Regions from separate parts of the Mus musculus genome. Here all the other regions are linked to region 1. The links are chromatin contacts, called in public HiChIP or PLAC-seq and promoter capture Hi-C maps. All regions are on one chromosome and are shown on one strand. The core of a region is the stretch at or near the end of the contact, and the rest is flanking DNA. Distances in the headings are between cores, read along the strand shown. Region 1 holds the start of Stt3a (STT3, subunit of the oligosaccharyltransferase complex, homolog A (S. cerevisiae)). Region 2 holds the start of 4933422A05Rik (RIKEN cDNA 4933422A05 gene). Region 3 holds the start of 4930581F22Rik (RIKEN cDNA 4930581F22 gene). Region 4 holds the start of Tirap (toll-interleukin 1 receptor (TIR) domain-containing adaptor protein). Region 5 holds the start of Pus3 (pseudouridine synthase 3).

The links. Promoter capture Hi-C pulls out the DNA fragments that hold promoters and counts their contacts. HiChIP or PLAC-seq counts read pairs in DNA pulled down with a chosen protein or histone mark. Capture Hi-C pulls out chosen DNA fragments and counts their contacts.
Region 2: a contact with region 1 is called in a promoter capture Hi-C map of liver, with 6 times the contacts expected there. The contact joins the promoter of 4933422A05Rik here to the promoter of Stt3a in region 1. A contact is called at or near these places in 5 of 39 promoter capture datasets (the 3T3-L1 cell line, cranial neural crest, embryonic stem cells and 2 more), 3 of 484 Hi-C or Micro-C datasets (B cells, bone marrow-derived macrophages and cardiomyocytes), 8 of 115 datasets of contacts at active chromatin or transcription factors (acute myeloid leukemia, astrocytes, embryonic forebrain and 5 more) and 2 of 9 other capture datasets (liver and macrophages).
Region 3: a contact with region 1 is called in a promoter capture Hi-C map of pre-B cells, with 5 times the contacts expected there. The contact joins the promoter of 4930581F22Rik here to the promoter of Stt3a in region 1. A contact is called at or near these places in 4 of 39 promoter capture datasets (cranial neural crest, embryonic stem cells, liver and 1 more), 1 of 484 Hi-C or Micro-C datasets (CD4 T cells), 2 of 115 datasets of contacts at active chromatin or transcription factors (large pre-B cells and thymic regulatory T cells) and 2 of 9 other capture datasets (adipose tissue and liver).
Region 4: a contact with region 1 is called in an H3K4me3 HiChIP or PLAC-seq map of the 230-238 cell line, with 7 times the contacts expected there. The contact joins the promoter of Tirap here to the promoter of Stt3a in region 1. A contact is called at or near these places in 3 of 39 promoter capture datasets (the C10 cell line, the HPC-7 cell line and embryonic stem cells), 1 of 484 Hi-C or Micro-C datasets (regulatory T cells), 10 of 115 datasets of contacts at active chromatin or transcription factors (the 230-238 cell line, acute myeloid leukemia, astrocytes and 5 more) and 2 of 9 other capture datasets (adipose tissue and liver).
Region 5: an H3K27ac HiChIP or PLAC-seq map of thymic regulatory T cells shows a contact between it and region 1, with 15 times the contacts expected there. The contact joins the promoter of Pus3 here to the promoter of Stt3a in region 1. A contact is called at or near these places in 17 of 39 promoter capture datasets (the 3T3-L1 cell line, the C10 cell line, HPC-7-derived erythroid cells and 11 more), 7 of 484 Hi-C or Micro-C datasets (Th1 cells, cortical neurons, embryonic stem cells and 4 more), 26 of 115 datasets of contacts at active chromatin or transcription factors (the 230-238 cell line, CD8 T cells, the NIH/3T3 cell line and 15 more) and 3 of 9 other capture datasets (adipose tissue, liver and pancreatic islet).

Annotation. Positions count from the first base shown.
Region 1 is chr9:36,765,556-36,769,876 of GRCm38.p6, reverse strand. It overlaps Stt3a (STT3, subunit of the oligosaccharyltransferase complex, homolog A (S. cerevisiae)), which reads left to right and starts at 2,255. Exons shown (of 18, transcript NM_008408.5): 1 at 2,255-2,327. It overlaps Gm26787 (predicted gene, 26787), which reads right to left and starts at 1,990. Exons shown (of 4, transcript NR_166654.1): 1 at 1,837-1,990.
Region 2 is chr9:35,278,600-35,282,996 of GRCm38.p6, reverse strand. 4933422A05Rik (RIKEN cDNA 4933422A05 gene) reads right to left here and starts at 1,892. Exons shown (of 5, transcript NR_040715.1): 1 at 1,791-1,892; 2 at 400-460. It also overlaps the pseudogene Gm5614.
Region 3 is chr9:35,114,097-35,118,920 of GRCm38.p6, reverse strand. It overlaps 4930581F22Rik (RIKEN cDNA 4930581F22 gene), which reads right to left and starts at 2,193. Exons shown (of 6, transcript NR_029475.1): 1 at 2,081-2,193; 2 at 575-1,552. It overlaps St3gal4 (ST3 beta-galactoside alpha-2,3-sialyltransferase 4), which reads left to right and starts at 2,057. Exons shown (of 11, transcript NM_009178.4): 1 at 2,057-2,223. LOC115487216 (a long non-coding RNA gene) reads left to right here. Exons shown (of 3, transcript XR_003948311.1): 3 at 1,633-1,721.
Region 4 is chr9:35,197,486-35,201,658 of GRCm38.p6, reverse strand. Tirap (toll-interleukin 1 receptor (TIR) domain-containing adaptor protein) reads left to right here and starts at 1,694. Exons shown (of 7, transcript NM_054096.2): 1 at 1,694-1,802; 2 at 2,340-2,448.
Region 5 is chr9:35,557,070-35,561,769 of GRCm38.p6, reverse strand. It overlaps Pus3 (pseudouridine synthase 3), which reads right to left and starts at 3,210. Exons shown (of 5, transcript NM_023292.5): 1 at 3,037-3,210; 2 at 2,253-2,467. It overlaps Ddx25 (DEAD box helicase 25), which reads left to right and starts at 3,300. Exons shown (of 12, transcript NM_013932.4): 1 at 3,300-3,432; 2 at 4,019-4,085; 3 at 4,341-4,388. The coding sequence starts at 3,370. It overlaps Hyls1 (HYLS1, centriolar and ciliogenesis associated), which reads left to right. Exons shown (of 4, transcript NM_029762.1): 4 at 1-949. The coding sequence ends at 596.

The DNA.
Region 1 (4,321 bases), core at 1,006-3,505:
ATATATATATATATATATATATATATATATATATATATATGTGTGTGTGTGTGTGTGTGTGTGTGTATTTATCAATATATATGTTCATGTGTGTATATACATATATACGTATATATATATATATATACACACACATATATTTAAATTTCTTTTAGCTCTTTTACCTCTTTTGCTATGTGAAACTTAATCTAGGACCTCATGCATGCAGGGAAGCATGCAGTTACTGAATTACATCACCAGGCCTCTGTTTACTCTTTGAGATAGGGTCTCATTAAACACCCAGGATGTCCTTGAACTAGCTACACGAAAGCCCTCCACCAGGCCTAGGCTAGCATCCCTTAAAACTTTTTTTTAATTTCTTTTAGGATTTATTTATTTATTTATTTATTTATTAGGCTAGCATCCCTTAAAACTTTTTTTAAAAATTTCTTTTAGGATTTATTTATTTATTTATTATATGTGTGTACACTGTAGCTGTCTTCAGACACTCCAGAAGAGGGCATCAGATTTTTGTTACAGATGGTTGTGAGCCACCATGTGGTTGCTGGGATCTGAACTCAGGACCTTTGGAAGAGCAGACGGTACTCTTAACTTCTGAGCCATCTCACCAGCCCCCTTAAAACTTTTATTATTACTGTGTGTATGTGTACAAGTGTGCACATACATGCCACAGTGGAGGTGTGGACAACTTTGTGGGGTCAGTTCTCTTCTACAACCTTTAGGTGGATCCTGGGTAATCAAATGCAAGATTGTAGATTGTAAGGGGGCAACTGTCTTTACCCACCAAGCCCTAGCATTGTCCCTAGTCCTGACCTTAGCATTTTTTTTTTTTTTTTTAAAATAAAACGTCTGAGGTGACCTCCCACCATATAATGCCGTGGTAAAAGTCTTCGTCAGTTTCGGGCACTGTAATCTTTTGTTTCCCAGACTCTAGAACTGTGAGAAATAATTTATCTATGTAAGAAATTAAGCTAGGTTTTGAAGCCACAGGAGTTTGAATGTATGTAAAGTCCTCATGCTTATCTCCTTCAGATTAAGATGCCTGGAATTAGCTCCTCCTGCCTCAGACTCTGGGAGCACTGGCATCACAAGTGTGTGCTTTGCCGTTATTCTTGCTAAAATAAAACTACATGGAACATTTACTATAAAAACAAAAGAGAAGAGGTATTGAGTTAGGTCCTGGTGTAAAAACTGGTCATGAGCATTTTGAGGAAATGCATTATTGTAATAAGTACTGATTTCAATAGTTGGTGCTTCCCTTCATGGGAGAGGAAAAGAGAAGCCAGCGTCACTGGCACCAAATATGAATGGTATCTGGATGGTCTAATCTTACCGTAGCCTTTGGTTTGAGGCTTGTAAGGCATGGAAGTGTTCGAATTAGTACATCTGTTTATATGTATATATCGGAAAAGACTGGAGTTTGGCAGCTGAAACCCCTTCCTGTGCCCGTTCTCAGTACCATCCTCGGAGGGCCCGGGAGGAAAGGTCACCCTCGCAGGGGCCCGGCGATGCTAAGCTGCTCCTGATTGCCCAGGGCTAGCCGCTCCGAGCCTTGAGATAATTTCTGCAGGCTATTGCCGGCTCAGCCCGACTCGGGCGGTGACACCCTAAAAAGGCCTCCCGGGCCCTTCCATAAAGTCAGACCTGAGTGAAACGTTTCGGTGAAATTTGTCAAAGGTCCCTTTATCGAGGTTACTGCAAACACAGAAACAATTCTTGGGCTTATTAGTTGACACATCTTACACAAGGTGGGTTCGTGTGAACCATGGAGGCTGAGAGTTTTCACAACATATCTTCTCTCCTTTAACCGTTTAATAGGTAACGGGCCATTTCTACCTTAAAAAACAAACGGATCTGCAGCCCAACTTTTCCGGACGTGGTACGACTGCCGCTTTCTTTACGTATTTCCGCTTCTGCTCATGTGACCAGGGTACAGCGTCCACTCCTTCCTATCGCCGCTCCTTCCTGGTCCGCAGACCGACACGTCACTGCTCGGCTCTCAACCAAACTGTTCAGAGCACGCTCTTTCCGCGCGTTTCGCTTTCCCGCGCCGGCCTATCACAGTTCGGTGGGACTTCATAGTCACGCCTCTCAACAGGGTGAATGACAGTCACATTGTCCATTCAAAAGGAGGAATCCAGACTCGATCCACGCCCTCGAAATGACAGACAGAACCGTTATCCTGTCGGTCCCCTGAAATATACATCGACGGAGGCTAGCCAATGCGGAGCGGGCAGGGAGGCGGGCCTTGGCTGCTGTCAGGGTTGAGTGCGCCGCTGAACGGATGGCAGGGGGAGCAGAGTGGGTTCCTGAGGAGCATCCGTGAGGTGAGAAACTCTGGGGTAGCGCTAGAGGATTAGCGGCAGGTGCCGCGCGGGCTGTTGGCCGGCCCGAACGAGGTGCTGGACACAAGCCTGTAGAGGTGGGGAGCAGAGCCTGCCTGCGGCCTGGGCGGAGGAGGGGGCGTGGAGTGTGAGATGGGGACGTCCAGGCATTGGGGCACCAGACGATCTGAGGAAGGGTCTTGGCAGAGCAATGCACTCTGGCCATGAGGGCGTGGGGCACAGGATCCTGGGACTAGCTTGGAAGGGCCACGCGGAGTGTGCTGAGATAGTGGGTTCGAAGTCAGTGAGGGTGCACAAGATGACGTGGAAACGTATGTGGGAAAACCACCGAGGCTGCAGCCCTAGAATTTAGAGCTCGGGTGGGTCAAGGCTTGCAGACACAGCTGAGAAGCAGAGAGATGATGAGCAGATAAGAAAAGCGTCCTTTCCCTTTCTGTACCCTATCGGTGTGTGGAGATTGCCAAGAACGGTATGAAAACTCGCAGTGTTTAGCTTTAAAGTCCAGGTTTTAGCACTCTCGCTGCCTTTGCTTACTCTTCAGGTGTGTGGATCATATTAGCTCAGTGGTGTTTAGTTTCCATGTCACTTATCTCCTGAGAACAACTACAAACCCAAGAGATGGGACTGAGTTGTTCACTTCCCAGAATTAGTGCGTGATAAGCCTTCCCTTTGGAATTATAATTAATCACACCAGCCCAAACTGCTCTTTTGGTATAGTTAATTAAAGGAAAGATGTTAGACTTCGCAGTGTGAGTCTTCGTGTTTTCCATTTTGTCCAGTGTTTTCCTTTTGCAACCCCCTGGTCCCTGGAAAGAAGGGAACAAGATAATGCAGTTTCCCCTTTCCCAGCATAGTTTTGAACAGTGCTACGTTTTCTCAGTTGCCACACTCTTTGTTTCTTAGTCCTTAACATACCAATTGTCTATAATTGATCACCATTCTGAACTGTCTGCAGATTGCTTCCCTTACCACCATTCCAAAATTTATTCTGGTCTAGAAGAAACAAAATTATTATTATTATTATTGTAATTTTGCTCTAGATTTTCATCTGGTGCTCCAAGTTCTCTCTGGGTCATGAAATGAGTTACAGGGAAATAGACCTGAGCAGTAGTTACAGTTTGAACTTTGAAAATGAATATGTAGTGGGTGGCCTGAGTATATTTCTCTCTTGAGTGCATGGATTGAACTTGCATTAGTGACCACCTGCTCTTTAGTTGGCCAGAGAGCATGCACACTGGGATTTGGAACAGAAAAAAGCTTGTAGCCAATCAATTGAGGCTTAGATTTATAGCTGGAAATTATGTCTAGTCAGTCATGATTTCTAGATTTCTCCTTTCACTTCAGTAAGTAATGTTCATTTCCACTTTCCCTCCCTTCCCACTTACCTTCCTGCCCAAATTACCTCCCCCTCTTTCCCCACCTTCAGCCCCACTTAACTTTCTCTGTGGCAGGGTCTCACATTAACCCAAACTGACTCAGAACTTAACTGGGTCCATGCTGAACTCAACAGTACAGTGATCCTCTTCCTCAGTATCACCAAGTGTTGGGAATCTAGACATGGGCTAGTGTACCTGGCTTGTACGCTCTCCTCTCATGCCCACTTATGTTTCCGTGATTATTTTCTTTTTCCCTTTTAACAAGTACCTTTGTTTGGTTTTCCCTCTTTCTATTTTCACGTCCTTTTCTACTTTCCTTTCTCCTCCACTTCTGTTTCTTTCTGATCCTTGTGTCTTACTTTTGCTAGTTGTACTTGGTTGCTGTGCAACTAGGAAACAGAATTGTGGGTGGAATATATATTTCTTTTTGTAGTACTGAAAGATGGAAACCAGGGCTTTTTTGCCTTCTAGGCAAATACTCCGTTGTTGAATTACATGGGCAGCCCTTTTAAATAATTTTATCTTGGGACAGGCTCTCTCTAAACTGGAGCCTTTGATTCTTCTGTCCCAGTCTCTTAAATACCTGGGATTATAGACGTG
Region 2 (4,397 bases), core at 643-3,142, 1.5 Mb after region 1:
TGCCAGGCCTCTTGTTAGTTGAGACCAGCTGGATCAAACTCTCCATTTTTCATATCATGAACCTCTTATCGCTGAGTCTGAATCGAATTCTATTTCACATCCTCCCCAGCAACCCAAAGCATGGCCTCTCCCTACGAATTTCACCCCTTCACCGTGGAACAGAAAAGTCAGGCTCAAGCTAGCCAAGAAAACAATAACAGAGGAACAAGAGTCACAGCACTGGAGTGGCCAAAGTCAAGTTCATCAAGAGGGCAAGAAAGACAAAGAATGATTTGTGGAGGATATTTGGTATTTGGTTAAAACCTATTCCCACTTTTGGGGAAGTGGAAATAAGAAATAGGCAAAATATGGGGCACTACTGCCATCTGGTGGCAGTATCAGACAATTCACTTCACTTACACTGTCATCATAAAATGAAATCTTGCCCCATGACGTTGTTTATAATTCAATCCACTGTAACCTTCAAACAAAACGAAAGAAAATTTTGTCACAACAACACCACGAGGTAATAAGATTCTCCCCACAAGTGGCTTTAGGACGATCAGCTGCCTGGCTAGACTCCCTCTTTACCCCATACATGGAAATGAGCTCAAAAGGTCTGGGAGACTTACAAGTGCTGATGGTAGACAGTCTCAAAGCTTTAAGGACAAGTATCTATGGTTTGTGTTAGTTAGTAGTTGCTGAGAAAAAGAAGAGTTGACAAAATAAACTCATCCACACAGGAACACCTTCATATTACAAGGTGTGGTGGTTTGAAGATGCTTGGCCCAGGGAGTGGCAGCCACTATTAGGCATGGCCTTGTTGGAGGAAGTGTAGGGGTGGGCTTTGAGACCCTCATCCTTGCTGCTTGGAAGACAATCTGATGCTTTCTAGGAGTGGTGGATCTGAAGGAGAAGGGAGGTGGGATGGAGGGACTGGGAGGAGAAGAGGAAGGGGAAACTATGGCTGAGATGTTATATATGAGAGAAGAGTAAGAAAAAAGGATATGAGAGTGGAAAGACAGAACTGTTGGGAGTGAGAAGTAAATAAAAGAAGGGGATGCTGGGAGAACATGATCAAAATATCTTACATTCATGTATGAAATGAATAAATTTAAAATATTGTAAAATAAAAGAAAGGATGAAGCTTCCTGTCCCGGCCGCCATCGGAGAGCAGCAGCCATGGCTCTGTGCTACCCCATGGCCGTGGGCCTCAACAAGGGCCACAAGGTGACAAAAAATGTCAGTAAGCCGAGACACAGCCGGCGACGTGGGCGCCCCACCATACACACCAAGTTCGTGCAGGACATGATCCGGGAGGTGTGCGGCTTCGCGCCCTACAAGCGGCGAGCCATGGAGTTGCTCAAAGTGTCCAAGGACAAGCGCGCACTCAAGTTCATCAAGAAGAGAGTGGGCACGCACATCCGCGCCAAGAGAAAGCGGGAGGAGCTGAGCAACGTGCTGGCAGCCATGAGGAAGTTGGCGGCCAAGAAGAATTGATGAGCCCTCCCCCAATAAAAGATGGTTCCTACAAAAAAAAAAAAAAAAAAAAGATGAAAAGGGGGAAAGCAGGGCTGAAGAGATGGCTCGGTGATTAAGAGTACTGATTGTTGTTCCAGAGGTCCTGAGTTCAATTCCCAGAAACCATAGGGTGGCTCACTACCATCTATAATCATTGCTGGTGAGAATATATATTAGTGCATTCAGAGTGGAAATCAAATCAACATGGATGTTCCTCAAAAAAAAAAAAAAAAATAGGGTGCTGGAAAGATACCCAAGGGTTAAGAGCATTAGCTGTCCTTCTACATGACCTAGGTTCAATTCCAGTCTGCATGTGAGAGACCAAATCGTTTGGGTTCAGACTCCATCTTAGAAAACCTAACCTAAGGTTGAACGTGAGTTATTAACCAACTGGCACCTAGCACCAGTTTCCAGGTTACCAGATTCCAACCCCACCCCCACCCCCTTCCACAAGACCTGTGCCTAGTACCAGTTTCCAAGTTATTCCCCAACAAATCTGTTTCTCCAGATTAAAAGCCTGCCCCTAACAAACACCTCACTTCTTAGCAACCACCAAACAGGAAGAAAACAGAAGTTAAGTTTATGATTTGGTTCCCAGTACCAGCCAATTATGTTAAAGGTTATAATGGCTCCCCAGTCAGATAGTCCCTTCTTGCTTCTATCATGCTTGCCTAAAACTAGGCTCAGGGCTCCACCTTCCTACTGTGCAAGGGATGCCTGGGAGCCCAAGCTCCAGCTTGAATAAGGAGACGCTAATGCAACTGCATTGGATTCAGCTCCTTGGTGATCTTTCGGGGGTTCACAAATGTTTCCTGGCATACATAACACATGATGTGAGAGAGCTATAGCGGAGCTTCAAGAGCATCATGCCCATGGCAGAGACACATGGGGATCTAGAGCTCAGAGAAACCAAGGAAAAAGACCAACTGTCATCAGCACACAGGAGGAGGGTGCCAAGCTCACCTGGATCTGCAGGTGAAAGTGGAGCTCAGCAGGGTGTCTGCCCAGAACCCTTCTAAAAGCCTGGATGTCAATCAAATGAGAAGGCATAGAAGGAGCTCTTGAAGCCCTGAGCAGGAGACCCAGTTATCAGATGTAAAGACACATGTAGTTTGAAGGCTGAAAATGGATTTGTGGGCTTAGGTAGAACATTCCCAGGCTGAAAAAAATCCCACATACCCAAGAGGCAAGTTACTGCTCTCAGAGTGGGCTTCGGGTGAGCCACCTGCCCCTCCAGACTCTGCAGTACTTCTCAGAGGCACAGATACATATCTCATAGAAGGCTAACAACAAAGCTGTACTTGGGCAGCTTTTTGGCATTTCCCATCACAAGTTCTCATTTTTAAATTATGTGCATGTATGACTTTAAGGGGGAAGAAAAGAGGGGGACACCATCTTCACACACTAGTTACATGATGTAACTGCTGTTGATCAACATTCTAACCCGGTGAAGTTCATGTTAGGCATGGCACAGGTTCCTCCAGTTTCTCAAACCATGCTAACAGATCCTCTTACTGTATCTGTGACAATTACAGATGTCACCTTATACAGCAAGACCCACTGCTTAAGCAGGCCAACCCAGCAAGGATCTGATAAATATTTAAACCCTTTCTAAGGTATAAGAGAACACAGAAAAGGGACTTCGTTGTTTTCCCTGCCTCAAACACTGCTGTGAAGAGAAGCTCCAACAGGGAAGTCCAGTTCTCTCTAGAAGATAGGCACAGCCTTGGTATGCCCTACATCCAGGCTGGCCTTTGGGCTGCTGCCTGGCTCCTGGGAGGTAGCAGTGCCTGAGAGTTCTCCAAGCACCTACCAGGTCATGGCCCACCCCATTGGCCATTTGGGTTTCTGAATCAAAGCCAATTAGTGGTATTTTCTAGGTGTCAAATTCTTGTCCCTGTGTCTTTCAATTTGAATCAATCGAGCCTCGGATAACCCTCATTGGCTACCATACTGACACTGTGCAAAGCTTGTCCCTGTATCTTGAGAAGCACAGATAATGGCAAACAAACAACGTGTGTAGCCTGCTGCCAAACTCAGACACCATGATTTTAGATGATCAAGTGTTGCTAAACCTTTTCCTCTTTGCCGATAGGAAACGTGTCTAATGAGCTGAAGACAGGGGCAAGAAAGATTTATTCAGATTGCCAGCCAAAGGAGATGATGCCAGGCTGTCTCCAATAAAGATCATCTTAGCTTATTATGGTTTGAGCCCTTTCATCCCTAAGCAAGGGGCAAGAACTGGAGCTTATGTTGAGAAACTTCTAGCTGCCACTTCAGGGATCTCCAATGGGACTATCCTGACAGTTGCTATGCAGGTAGCCATAAATATGTACTGCCTCCATAAATACTAAAAACATCATAGCGACTCTTATTTTGGATAGAAGCAATCCATTGGCCTTAGAAGCCAAAACTTTCCTGCCAGCCATTCAAGATAGAAAGAGAAAAGTTTCAGACTCCCAGTCCTGGACAAACATTTTCTTAAGTGATGGGCATGTCTGCATGCTGAGCTGAGCTGAGCAGACATCTGGCCCCAAAAGCAAGCAGATTCACTATAAAGAAAGAGATGCCAAGCCTTTAATCATCCAAGCCATCCACTGACATGTGTCTAAATGGTCATTGCTGTCAGCAGGAAAGCCTTCACTTCTCTAAAAGATAACTTAGGCAACCATTGCTATAACCCACATCAAGGTGACACCTATATCAAAACTAGTGCCTGACTAACAATATATTGCTCAGCTACCTGGCCACATTTAGTGATTTTTACAACCCATTAAAGCCAAGTCTGAGGAGCATTTTCTCGATTAAATGTCCTCTGCAGGCAAGCTGTGTCACCCCCGGGCAAGTGGCCCTGGATTGCACAAGCGAGCACACTGAGCAAAGCCATGGGGAGGAAC
Region 3 (4,824 bases), core at 944-3,443, 1.7 Mb after region 1:
CCTTATGTTAGAATCGCTTCCTTCTCTTCCTCAGAGATACAGGGGATTCTAAGTTGCTGGTTCAGCTTCTGTCTGTACTGTTAAGAAACTGTGTAATCTTGGTTCTCAGAAGGGTGAGGCAGGAGGATCACAAGTTCTAGGTCAGCCTGGGTTACTTAGTGGGATTTTTTTTTTCCCCTAAGGGGTGCTGGTGGAGGAAGAAGAAAGTGCAAGAGACAAGTCATAAACACATAGTAAGATAAAGTGGATGATGGGGGCTAGGATAGGCTTGACGCTGTGCTTCTGAGTGCATGCATGTTATATGTTTAAAAGGCATTTGTCTGCATGTTTATTGAGCACATATATATCATATGGTGATTTCAGGACAAGTTCCCCTCCATTGTCTCATTCAATACTAATAATGCTCTTTGAATAAGCTCAGTTATTTCCACTGATCTTTTTTTTCCCCCCCATTAAGAAAAGGAAAGCTATTTAGTGGCAGAAGCAGGATTAGGACTCAAGTCTCTAGGCTCAAAAGAAAGAAGAAAAAAAAAGCTGATTCTTAAGCTCAATTTTATGGTAGAAGGATTTTTACCTTTAGCAAGAACTTGTCTTTGTACCTAGTTTGGTGAAGACTTATCCAGGTTTGGAGGCCGGGCAACTGTTTCTTGAATCAACTTGCCAGACATATTTCAGTTGTTCTTTCTCCCCGAGCAGTTTTTCTTTTGCCTTCTTCTTTTTCCCTTGCCAAACACAGAGACATAGTCATTGTATTGTCTATTCCCAGCTTAGCTCCAGACCAGGACATGAAATGTAATAAATATTTGTTGAGTGACTAGGTGACTGTCAGGCCAAAGGTACCATTCAAATAAAACTAGGTTTTGGTGAGCTGCCAAAGAGCTTCCACCTATGCAAGGTATAATTCAGATGGAAACAGCCGGAATGGAAGAAGCTGGAGGCCACCTCTTCGTTTTGTTGTGAATTGGAGAGTCCCAACACATGAGACCTCCAGCTTCCCCTGACGATGACTTTAAACTCCGTTAAAACCCTGGGCACTTACTGTCAGTTATTCACATCTTACTTACACTTAGTCACATCCTGTGCCGCCTGTTTCTTGATGGGAGTCCAGCACAACACCCGCCACCCCTTCTCTGCAACTAGATAGCAAGCTTCCGGGGGAAGGGGGACTGGATCTAATACTTTCCTTGTAGCCCCAGGGTGCTCAAGCTAGGAACTGGGTAACACTGTGCTGACTCCTGAAATGGACAGTCCTGCAGGGTGGTTTCTGCACTGTTTGCAGTCCAGGCAATTCTAGAGCCCACGGCATCAGGGTTAAAGGCTTGAAGGGGTTTCCTCTGGAGACAGGATGCCTGGCGCCTTCAGCAAGAACGGAAACTGAGAAGTTATCCAAGGCTAAGAGAGGGTATGCAAAGGAGGAAGAGCTAAGGGAGCAGTTTGGGGCGCATAGGCCGGCCTGGGGCAGAGAAAAGGCTCGTCAATTTAGGTCACCTGACTGCCATGAGGGCATGGGAGGATATTGGAAGGATGGACTTCTATTCCTGTTCTTGAGTTTCTGTAGAGAGAAAAGGATACTTTTTTTTTTTTTAACCGCGCGGGGACAGCAAAGAAGCCTTTCTTGGTTATTGTTTCCAGGAGAGCGTGGGATCAGTGCTAGAGGCAACGTTGGGCATACTCATCTTGGAGCCATTCACAGGCAGCGCTTGCCCTGGGTTTGCCCTCACCCGATCCAGCCTCCCGCACCCCGGCCGTCTCTCTCCAGGCCAGGGAGGCCTCCAGGCCAACCCCAGTCTCCCCGCGGCCTCACACCCTCGCCCTCCTTCCTCTGCGCCCTCCCTCCCTCCTTACTCCCTCCTTTCTCTGCGTCCTCCCTCCTTCGGCGCGCCCTCCCTCCTCGATGCCCTCCCTCCCTTCTTAGCTCCCTCCTTTCTCCGCGCCCTCCCTCTCTCGGTGCGCCCTCCCTCCAGCGCGGCGTTCGCGGCTGTCGGCTTCCCGACCGTGTGCGCAAGCGTGTCCGGCCCCTTCCCCGCCCCCCGCCCCCCGCCCAAGCCCTGGCCCCCGCCTCCCCTTCAGGCGGACTTGCCCGCTCCCAGGCCGGCCCCGCTCCCGGGACAGGGACCGGGCCGAGCGGAGCCACTGCGCCAGTGCTGCCCCGCCAGTCGGGGCGCCTAACGGATCGGAGCTGCGCGCGGATTTACCTCGCCCCGCCCCGCTCCACCCGCGAGGGTGAGTACGCGGCAGCCGGGCTCTGGGGCCCCGCGGCGGAGGGCGGGGAGTGACGGGGCTGCGAGGCTGCAGCCTCCCGCCACGGCTCGGAGAGGTGGTCGGGGGGCCCCGCACGTGGACGCCACGCTGCACGGGGTTGGTGTAGGGTGGCCACAGCCCTGGGGAGCTGGGTCCCTTGCTTGGACTAGATTTTCGCGGGAAGCCTGACTTGTCTCGCTCTCTAGGAGTGAGTGAGCAGGACAATCCTCCGGAAAGTTTCTAACCCCCAACCCTGTCGCTCTTGCGTCCTAGCTGAATGGGTGACTATCACCTCTAGCATCCTCCGAAGTCAGGACGTGTGGGCTGGCTTTGCTAGAGGTGACAAGTTTTGCAGGGTCTGCCTGTGTGCTGGAGTTGCAAGGTCGCTGAGGCAAAGCCCAAAGGTGGGCTTGCCAAATTGCAGGGTGGCTGTGTCCAGGGATTAGGGGGGGTCTTTGGGCCAACTGTGCTTCAAAGTTGCCTGGGTAATGGGCAGTGAGAAGGCCTAGGATAAGACTGAGAAGTTAACCTAGAGCTGGGGCAGAACCCTTGTCTATGTCTGTTCTAGGTGCCTCTCTGAGACCCTTGCTGGCTGAGACCTATGGGCAGCCCCGAGATGCCAACGTGTCTTGTACCACTGCCATTCCTCCCAGACCGAGGGGTAGACTTTCTGGTTTATGAGTCTGATCTACTCTGTTCTCTGTCCTCTAGGCTAGATCCTCCCCCCCCCCTCCCCCCGGTCAGGCTTAAAAGGCTAGTCTGGGTTTGAATAGTACCACAGTGATAGTTGTCTCTCACAAGGGGCACACACCAATACCACAGGGCAGGGTCAGTGCTACAGATCCCACTTGGCCCCTCCAGGCCTCTCTACCCAGGGGGTTGTAAACGAATTGATATGTGTAAGTATCAGGGGTACAGAGGGAATGTTGTGAGTTTGCTAGTGAAACACCATCCATAACCTTACTTTCCCAGGCACCCCTAGAGTGCTACCTAGGAGGTGCCAGTCACTTAGGGCCTCAGAAATAACTGGACATGTTTTGTTCTGTTGGGAGTTGGTCTGCAAACATCCTTTGAGAAAACTGACACCGCTCGGCTTCCTCAAACTTATTCTGCCTCTGCCCTACTCTGAGCATCCCCTATGGCCTGTCCTGTTGCATAGGGGAAGGCATCTTTGGCTGCTTACTGAACCCTGGGCCTCACCTCCCACTCATTTCACCCTCCTCAACACATCCGATCCCCCAGCCCCACTACAGCAAGCCAGGAGTTGGGCCAGTCCCCAAAGATTTCAAGGTGATGATGGAGATAAAGAGAGGTATGCAGGCAGAAGTCATAAAAGTAAATTAGGGACTGGGGGTGTGGTTCAGTGACAGACGGAGCTGCCTACAATCCCAGTACTGGGGGGGGGGGCGGCGGGGGGGGGGGAGGACGGACAACGACACAAGGAATGCAGTTGGTAAAGTGTTTACCTGTCATAAACTCTTTAAACTTGATCTCTTAACATTGCCTAAACATATTGTGGTGGTACCTATTTATAATCCCAGCACTCTGGAAATGTTATGCCAGCATTTTGACTGTAGATCATCCAGGTCATCTTCTGTTCTATGTGGAGTTTGAGGCCAACCTGAGCTACATGAGACCCTGTCTTAATAAGCCCCTTCTGGAGTTATTCTCCAAGGTTATTCTGGGATTATATCTCTCCAAGATAGAGCACTACCTTGCTATCTAAGATGGTTAAGAGCACTGAGTGGTTTTACAGGGGACTCAGGCTCAATTCCCAAGTACCCATATAGTGACTAATTCCAGTTCCAGGGGATCTGACCCCCTCTTCTGGTTGCCACAGGCTCAGGCATGCACGTGGTGCACATAAGTACAATACACACAGGCAAGACACTGATACACTTTTTCTTTTAGAGTTGCCTGCTTAGGCTTTAAACAGAAGGGACTATTTAGCTTAAGAGTGGGTTGCTGCTCAGAGAGAGGAAGCCCCCATTCCACTAGGAGGCTCAGGGTGAGGAAGCCCCCAGTGCCTTCTAGGCTCTCTTCTGTTCCCTCTCTTGCTCCCTGCCCTGAACCAGTGACTCACCCACAAAAGCACCCTGGCCCCTCTACCCTGTCAGTTGTTTTAGTGTCATAGGATTTTGTTTTCTGGGTAAAACTAAGAATCAGTCCCTTTCTGGAATCATCAGAAATCCTGGGAAGGACCTCCTTTTTTCCCTGGGTCTGGAGGAACAGAGGTCAGTCCCACTTCTTAGCTCCATCTTGAGGCCTGGCCAGTCTGCAGTTACTCCACTGGACTGGCATCTGCCCTGGCTCTGCAGGCTACACCAGGCCTCTGTTCTCTCCTCAGAGTACCTGCCCCAAGGCTGCCCAAGGAAGTAAGAACCCTTGTTGTCCTGGTTCAAGGTTTACACCACGTTGGAGGGAGGACACCGCGACAGATAATACAAGACAATTATATTCATTGTATTAATACAGCAATTGAGAGCTGTCAGGTTCAAGACCACAGGCTTAGAGAGGGAGCATGGGGCCCTAAGAAGGTCTGGAGGCTGAACCTAGAGATTTTGAACAAGGTGGAGCTGCAGC
Region 4 (4,173 bases), core at 445-2,944, 1.6 Mb after region 1:
AAGCTAGCCTAGGCTATTGGGGAGGAAATCTTTCCTTACAGGATGCAAAAATGAACCTGGCTGGAAGAGAGGCAGTTTTCACAAGCACAGCTGGGCAGAGGCCAAAGGGAGAAGCAGAGATGTCCTCGCCAAGGAGCCATCCACCAAGTGTGAGCAACTGCTGGGTGTCCAGCTGCTGGGGGTTGGGGTGGAGGGTGGGTGTGAGACAGCTCTTTCCCAAAAGCTTTTATCCCTAACAGGATAAGAAATGGTTTATTCGGGGCTGGTGAGATGGCTCAGTGGGTAAGAGCACCCGACTGCTCTTCTGAAGGTCCAGAGTTCAAATCCCAGCAACCACATGGTGGCTCACAACCATCCGTAACGAAATCTGACTCCCTCTTCTGGAGTGTCTGAAGACAGCGACAGTGTGCTTACATAAATAAATAAATAAATAAATAAATAAATAAAATCTTTTAAAAAAAAAAGGGTTTAGATATGCTAAAAAAAAAAAAAAAAAAAAAAAGAAATGGTTTATTCTTGAGCCATACCTGAGTGACCACGTCCCAGGAATATAGATTTAGGTTATCCTAAACTGCATGTTTCAGTGTGGAAGGAGCTTCACAACGTTTTAAATTGTTACAGAACAAAGTCATAAATCAAGCCAAGTTTAAAATACATTGTCGGGCACATCGCAGAGGCAGTACAGCAAGACTGGGGCTGGGGAGACCTTTGCTGTAGGACTCAGGTGTTATCTGATGATAGCTTTCGGGTTGGGCAGCTAGGGATCTGCTCAAGGTATGGCTGGCCGATCCGTGGGGTTTAGAGCTAGCTGAGCCTCCGGACAGGCAATATTCCTATCTCTCCAACTCACTGCAGTTCTAATCAGTAAGTCAGCCTTTGCAGACACAATTGCTTTCCAGGAATTCTTATGAATATTCATCTCTCACAACACCAGCATCCAGAGAATGTAATTTTGATGAGTAAACCTAGAAAGATCATTCATGAACAGCGCCACGGCATCAACTGCCTCCCTCTGAACAAGTTACAGGTTGGCTTGGCTGGAGAGAAAAAGAAATCAAGAGTGGGCTAATAAGGCCTTACACCAGCCCATTCTACTCCTGCCACCTGCAGTATTTCATGTGAGTTGGTTTTAGGTTGGTGTTTTAATAACAATATTCCCTTGGCGTTTCACAAAGCTCACAGCAGGAACTCTAAGAAGTGGAGGCAGAGGACTTAAATATTTCATCAGGGCTTACCAACACTTTGCCCAGCCACCCTTTTTTTGCAGTTATTTTGGTACCCTTGGAAATGCAGTTGAAATGCCATTAGGAAATCCCTGCCCTGAAGGCCAGCACTTTTGGCCAGACTGATTCCAGCCTGTGGGCAGCAACCTTAATGGGACCCATATCCCAGTAAAAGAACGGACCTCCCAGGGGCTAGCCGGCTTCTTTGTCCACTTAACCTACCTTACTTAAGGGGATGAAAGTCTCATTTTCCCCAACCGTGCGAAAGAAGGTAAGGTCTGCACCTCCCTTTCTGGAGTTTTCTCCTCGTCCCTTTGCCCTCACACAAGACAAACCGCGGCTCAGGGCTTCACGGCAGCCTCAGGGAGCTCGGGTGTCTGGGTTCAGCCTCGGGTCGTAACCAGGCAGCTGGGAATCTTGAGCGACGCGGACTGGCGAGCGCCCCCTAGGGTCCGGCCGGCGGGTGTGGGCAGGAGAGTGGCTAGTGCGGGCGGGAGGGCCGTGGCCGAGGAGCTTCCGGGAGCCGGGGCGCGGGCACTTCCCGGACGAGTCTGCAACCCGCAGCGTGGAGCCGCGTAGGTGAGCGGGCGGCGGGGACGCGGGGCGGTGGGCGGACGGGCCCTGCCGAGTCAGCCCTTTCCCCGGGACAACGCTCCCCTGATCCGCCCCTTCCAATCTGGGGTCCAGCACTCCCCCGAAAGCCGCCACCTTTCTGTGGCACCGATGCCAGCATGGAGCTGTTAGTCCGGCTGGGCTTCAAGCAGTCCGGCCACATCAAGTGGCTCTCCCTAGCTCCCTGAAGTCTCTGCCCTGTCATAACCTGGCCCCTCTGGGCTTGACTTTGTGGCAAAGTTCTGCATTAGTGTCACTTTATTTAAAGTTAAGAACCCACTGGGCGTTGCTATCACGGTCATTTAACGGGCATCCACCAGGGATTACTACAGTGCCAAGTACCAGAGGGACTAGGGGAGTAGGAACAGTTCGGTCCTTAGGTCAGACACTGGCTGGCAGGTAAACCAGAAACCCGAGAAGCGCAACTAGAGAAGGAAGTAGGGAGTTCTCCATCGGACAGACCTACCCAGGAATGACTCAGAGGAAGCCTTGCTTTGTTTTCAGACTTTAAGAAACAATATCAACCAGCATACCGAAACACAGATCCCGAGTCCTACCAAGCCACTTTTCACAGGCTTTCTTGTGTAACCTGCATCCAGAACAGTAAGTCTATGTACGTACATATGCTGCTTGATGTATAACATCATGTCGAAAAGGTGGACTGTGGACTGGTCATCCGATTTACTGAACATGGTTGTTTTCAGCTTTGGCCTGTTTTGAGTTTGTGTGACTTTTGTACCTTTGCTCAGTTTGATAGTGTGCAGTAGCTTTCTAAAACAGTTGTGTTTGGGGCCAGAGCAGAGGCTCGGTGGTTAAGAGCACTGGCTGCTGTTTCAGAGGACCCTAGTTGAATCTCCTCACCCACATAGTGGCTCACAAACATCTCTGTCACAAACTCTGGTTCCGGATGACCCAATGCCCTCTCTGGCCTCTACAGGCACATGGCATGAAAGTGATATATAGACACACACACACACACACAGGCAAAACATCCATGCACAGAAACGAACATTTTCTAAGCTAAAAATAAAAACTGTGCTTGCTGGCTATCACAGCAGACACCTGTGATCCCAGCACGCTGGTGGAGGTGAGAAGAGGTAAGTTCAGGGCCAGCCTGGGCTATCAAACCCTATCTCAAAACAAAGCAAGCAAGCACAGAAGTTACGGCAGTCACTCCCAGCAGCACATTCTGTGTGCTCCCATTCTTCCATGTCCCCATCACGCTCCAGCCAGCGGCCTTCTCTCTGTAGCCGTTCTGCTGACTACACAGCTTTGAAGCCCGGAGGTTTCAATTTGCATTTTTCTGAGGCCCGGTAAACCGAGCATCTTTTGGTCTGTTGGTCATTTGAATATCCTCTCTGTGAAATGACTATTCAGGTCTACTCCCCAACTGTGTGTCTCTTAGCAGTTTATAGAGTTCTTGAAATATTTGGGATTTGGACGGTTGTTAGATACACGTTTTTAAATGTTTTCCCTGTCCCAGTAGAGTCTCCTTACTCTCCTAATGGTATCTTTGGAGCAAAAGTCTTCACGTTAATATTTTCCAATTTATCATTTCCCCTCCTACAGACTGTATCACATTTGATTTCTCCCCTTCCCACCCCCGCCCCCAAGACATAATGGTTCTTGAACCTGTGTCTCAGCACTCAGGGCGATTGTTGTGAGTTTGAGACCACCCTGGCCTACATACTGAGTTCTAGGCCAGCCTCTACAGAATGAGACCATGTCTCAGAAAGCAATTTGTATTTTGCTTTGTCTACTCCAAAGTCAGAAACTAGGTCATATATTTTCCTATAAGATCTTTATTGCTGGTGACAGATAACTCTCCTATCCATTTAAAATGTAATTTTCATGGTTTGAGATGCAAGATTGAGATTAATTTTCCCCACAACACTACTTAAGTTGACCTAATACTATGGACTGCAAAGAGCACCTTTCCGGGCTGGTGGTATAGCTAGCTCAGTAGATAGAACGCTTACCTGCACAGAGCCTTGGGTTGGATGGCCAGCATGGCCTAAAACTGGGCTTGGTAGCCCTTGCCAATAATCCCAGCACCTCAGGTGGAGGCAGAAAGCTCAGAAGACGTTCAATGTCATCCTCAGCTATCTAAGGAGCTGTAACAAGCCTGGGGTAAAACAAACCTTTTCTACTGACTTCAGTGTCACCATCACCATTATTGAAGGCAGAGGATTGCATGGCTGCAGGTCTGTTTAGTGACATTGGTTTTCTGTTGTTGGCTTCCCCTTCCCTGGCAGTCATTCTGCCTACACTGCTGTTGTTGCTTTACAGTAAATCCTTTTTTTTTTTTTTTTTTTTTTTTGGTTTTCCAAGACAGGGT
Region 5 (4,700 bases), core at 1,961-4,460, 1.2 Mb after region 1:
CAGACGGGGAAGTGCTAGTGACAGATGAGTCTGTTATCAGTGAATGTGAATCTGGAACAGAAAGTGATTTGGGTCTCTGGGACTTGAGACACAGGTTCATGAACTTACAGTTCCAAGAAGGTACAGAATCCCCAGTTGTCACTTCACAAAAATTTAACCTACCATGTGAATACCAAGGAATTTCACAAGAAGATCAGCTCATTTGCTATCTACAAAGAGAAGAAATGGACCCTCCTGTTTATGAACAAGACTTGATTGTTGCCAGCAGACCCAAGTCCTTTATTCTCCCCAGACTGGATCAGTTAAGCCGAAACCGGGGCAAGATAGACCGAGTAGCCAGATATTTTGAGTACAAAAGAGACTGGGATTCAATGCGGTTTCCTGGTGAAGATCATAGAAAGGAGTTACGCTGGAGTGTCCGAGGGCAAATGCTTTCCCGAACAGAACCTCCGTCCAAGCCTCAACATGTGTATGTTCCAAACAATTACCTGGTGCCAACTGAGAAGAAAAGATCTGCCCTTCGGTGGGGTGTGCGTTGTGACCTTGCAAATGGTGTCATGCCCAAGAAGCTTCCCTTCCCGCTTTCTCCTTCTTAAGTCTTTAAAAAACATGTCTCTCCTACCAAAAGAGTTAGGATAACCTAGTTCTTTATCTCTCCTTCAAATATAATTGCCTTGAAAAGCAGGCAGAACACAGAATAAGGACTTCACTGGTTCTTCCGAGGGTTGTTGGTATGTCACATAGATATAATACACCACTTGAATTTCTAATTCTCAAATACAGCAATTGTGAGGGGGGTGGAAAACTACTGGAATTTGGATTTTGTCAAAGTAAGTGCCATTTTGAAACAACTTGTAAACTGTGGTTTGTTTTTTGGGTTTTGTTTTTTTTTTTTTTTTTTTTTCTTTTTTTAGGATTAAGCTAATCTATTAAAGAATTTTGGAAAATGAGGAGTTTGAACCTTGTTTTAAATACTTCCCAATATAAGAAGACCTTAGATCTAGGCTGTGATTCTCCCTCTGATCCAAAAAAGGTTTTGTTTGTACACAGCCTGACATGAAGACAGATACAAAAATGAACTAGACTGGGCATAGATCTTGAGAGTCCAGTAAGGAGTAGCTAAAAATCCGTTTTCTATTTCAAGCACTAAACTTAGGCCTGAAAGCAGAGTGCTTGTTCAAGAAGGAAAAACACTGAACCATGATCAGCACTGGCAATTACTAGCTGCTAAAACATTTTCTTACCATTTAATGCTATCGATAGAATACATTTACCCAGTTCCACCCATTGCTAGACACATCAAGAAGAAAAATAATCGGGACTCGACTTAGTACACTCACTCCACGAAAGTAAAAACTGCAAACTCAGTGGTGTATCAGAGCCAGAACTATGCCACAAATGCCTGGGAATACATAGTAAGTGGTACAAATATGTTGTAAATCAAACAGCCAGATTTGTCGTACATGTAGAGCACGGGGAATAGTTAAAACTCAAGTCTTAGGTGCAGGATTAAAAGTCTATCAGCTTTTCAAAACATTTGAGTGGGGACTTCAAAGTTCAAATAACAAAAATCAAAAGGTTTTTCAAGTGTTCCAGTTGACTAAGTATCCCTATAAGCATGAATTGGGCTAGGTAAATCCAGTCACCAGGCAGATTATTTTTAAAGTCATGACTCCCAAGACTCTTGGCCCAGTACTGTTTGCTCCAGCACACTAGGTTTATAAGTGAAATTCAGAAGGTTGGCAGATACAGTGTGGGGGTAACCAAATACCCACAAAGGGAATTCCTGGGCGCACCAAGCTTTCACCCTAAAATAGCACGCCCTAAATGTACGAAACTTCTTTAAATGTTTAAATGTATATGGCGAGGGTACACATTTCCTTTGTAATAAAGGGTTTGAGACGCGCTACGACCATTAATCAACTCTGAAAAGAATTGTGTAAAACAAAACCCAAAGTTTCCCGCCACCCCTTCCTTCCATAGCATAATTAATGGGCTTCCACTGTTCATATTTGAGCAATTTTGATGTAGTAGAGGCCCTCTAAACTAGTTACAGACTCTAAGCCCCGCCGATGGGATTTCCTAGCTGCTAGAAGTTCCAGGCACGACACGATATGCGTTGTCCTAAGTCCCATTTCATACACCAAGGCCTTCTTAAACACTTAAATACCAGGGCAGAAGGTAGCAGTTCAGCCTCCATCTGTTCATTCCTCTCTAGAACTCAAAGATGCCCAACTCAGAGTTTAACTCACCTTCCGGTCCTCAGTAGGCGGCCATGCGGCTAGCCGGAAGCTATGGCTTTCCGTCTTCAGTAAGCATGCGCGGCTTCACCAAGCGTGCGCCGACGGTTCTGGGAAATGTAGTTCGGAAGGCACGGTGTGGGCTTTTAGCCGAAGCCCACCGCATGCGCAGGTTTCTGATGCAGCTTCCTCTTTACCGCAAGCCAATACGAGAAATATAGTCTGGTCTAAAATGAGAAAAAAAGATTTTCAAATGCTGGCTATCCTATATGAAAACTAAGAGATTGAAGATCCTGTCCCAACATCGTTTAATTAACAGAAATTTAACCTTGAGAGTCGAAACATTTACTACTAGAATGTAAATGTAAGGGTTAAAGGGAAATGCTTTGACCTGAAAACACTGAAAGATTGCGACAGAACAGGGCCAAGGAATTCTGCTTCAGCACCACGGAGAGATCATGGCTCCAGTTTTGAGTTTCTGCTTTTGACAATTATAGAAATGTTGCCCCAAGTCTTAAAATTCCAGTCAGAAAACTGAAAATCCTGGTTCTTTGGTCCAAACTTAGCATAAGGTTGGACCAAAGAGCTACCCCAGAGCTGTGCAATACATGTCATAGATATAGATAGTGGTGGTCCAGATTGCTTTAAAAGGAGACCCCTCCTTAGAATAAAAATTAAAATATGCGTGTATGTGGGCACATCACAGGTATCCTGGACACATGTCCGCACTTGAGTTCTGTTTTCCTTCTGAACCTCTGGTCAAGCCCATCTCTCCCTCCACTGTGCAACCTCACACCTGGTGATGCCCAAGCGGGGCTGTCGGGAGAGATACCCGCACGAGAGCCTGCAGCGCGGTGTGTGTACCGCCTCCGTGCCCACTTTCTCTCTGCTGTGCGGATGGCCGGCTGGTCAAACGGAAAGCTCGCGGGTGTCCCGCACAGCTGCGCCCCGCACCTCTCTCCCTCCGCCCGCCCCGCGCCGGGCCCGCGCCTGCGCACTGCGCCGCGCCACGGGTGGTCGCGAGGCGGACGCCGGTCCCGGAGCCTGACCATTGGCCACTGAGCCGAGCCGGCGCTGCCCCGCGCGGGGGTGGCAGCACGTGCCAGGGGCGAGAGCGGAGACCGCAGCTATGGCGTCGTTACTTTGGGGAGGCGACGCCGGGGCGGCGGAGAGCGAGCGGCTGAACAGCCACGTAACTGCCGCTGAGCAGGGGAGGGCCCAGGGGCGGGGGCTAGAACAGGGACTCCCGAGGGAAGTCCCCTGGGAAGGGGAGCGCCCGGCCGGCGTTTAGAGCGGGGTGTCAAGTGATGGGGGGTGTCAAGTGATGGGGGGCTGGGCTGGAAAGGCCACAGAAAAGGAGACTCCCAGAAAGGACCGACCTTTGATTTGAAAGGGCAGAGACCCCCTCAGGAAATACAGAGAGAGTGCGCAGCTGCTAGTCCTATCTGTACTGAGTTTTCTCCTATCCTGGTTTTGACCATTTAGCAGGCTTCTCATCTTCATAGCCACCTTCCCCTTGTAGTTGTAAACCACCCATCACCCAGATGCTGCCCATATTCAAACTAAGAGCCCTTATAAAGAGAGACTATGGAAGCCCCCATTCTATTATATGAGAATTCATACAATTACACAGATTCTTATAATGAAATCATTAACCCTTAACATTGCAAAGGAAGCAGTTTGAGGTGGTCTTCCCTCCCCTTGCTGTAGGATAGCGCCATGCTTCTTGCTTGATGTCCTGCTTCCTAACCTTGGTTGAATTTTGTGCCTTTCAATAGTTTTCAAATCTCGTCCATCCCAGGAAGAACCTTCGTGGTATTAGGAGTACCACAGTCCCAAACATAGGTGAGTGTTGTTAGGCTAAAGCAAGACTGGCTTAATTAACACCTTTGCTTTCCCCATGTATCTGCCATGAAATAGCTTTGGCTTCCTTCCTCTCCACTGAAAATCCTCCACCTCCTCAGGCACATCGCTTTACTCTTGCAGGAGATGGCTCTGTTTGCATACACTGTAGCGTCTGTGAGACGTTCTGAGAATGCATTGTATGTTTCCACTCAACATTTTTCTTTATGCTTCTTATTTTCCCTTTTACCCTCATAGACGGCTCTCTTAACACGGAAGATGATGATGATGATGAAGACGATGTAGGTAGGAGACAAGCTCGACTGAATGTACCTATTAGCTCTGCTGCTTGGTTTACCATCGCTTTGACTGTGCTAAAAGGATTAATTTCCTTGGGAAAGCACTATCTTTGTTTTCTTTTTGAATGAATACTATGGGGGGGGAGTACTGAATTAGGAGGGGGGTGCATTCCTTTAGACTACGTTGAAATGAAAACTGCAAGGTGTAGATTAAGAATTTTCGGTTTGGCTAGGAAGATATTGCAATTAGATGTCGGTCTGCACGTGGTCAAGGGTTTGCACAACAGAGCATAAGAAACTGGGTCTTGGTAAAAGGAGG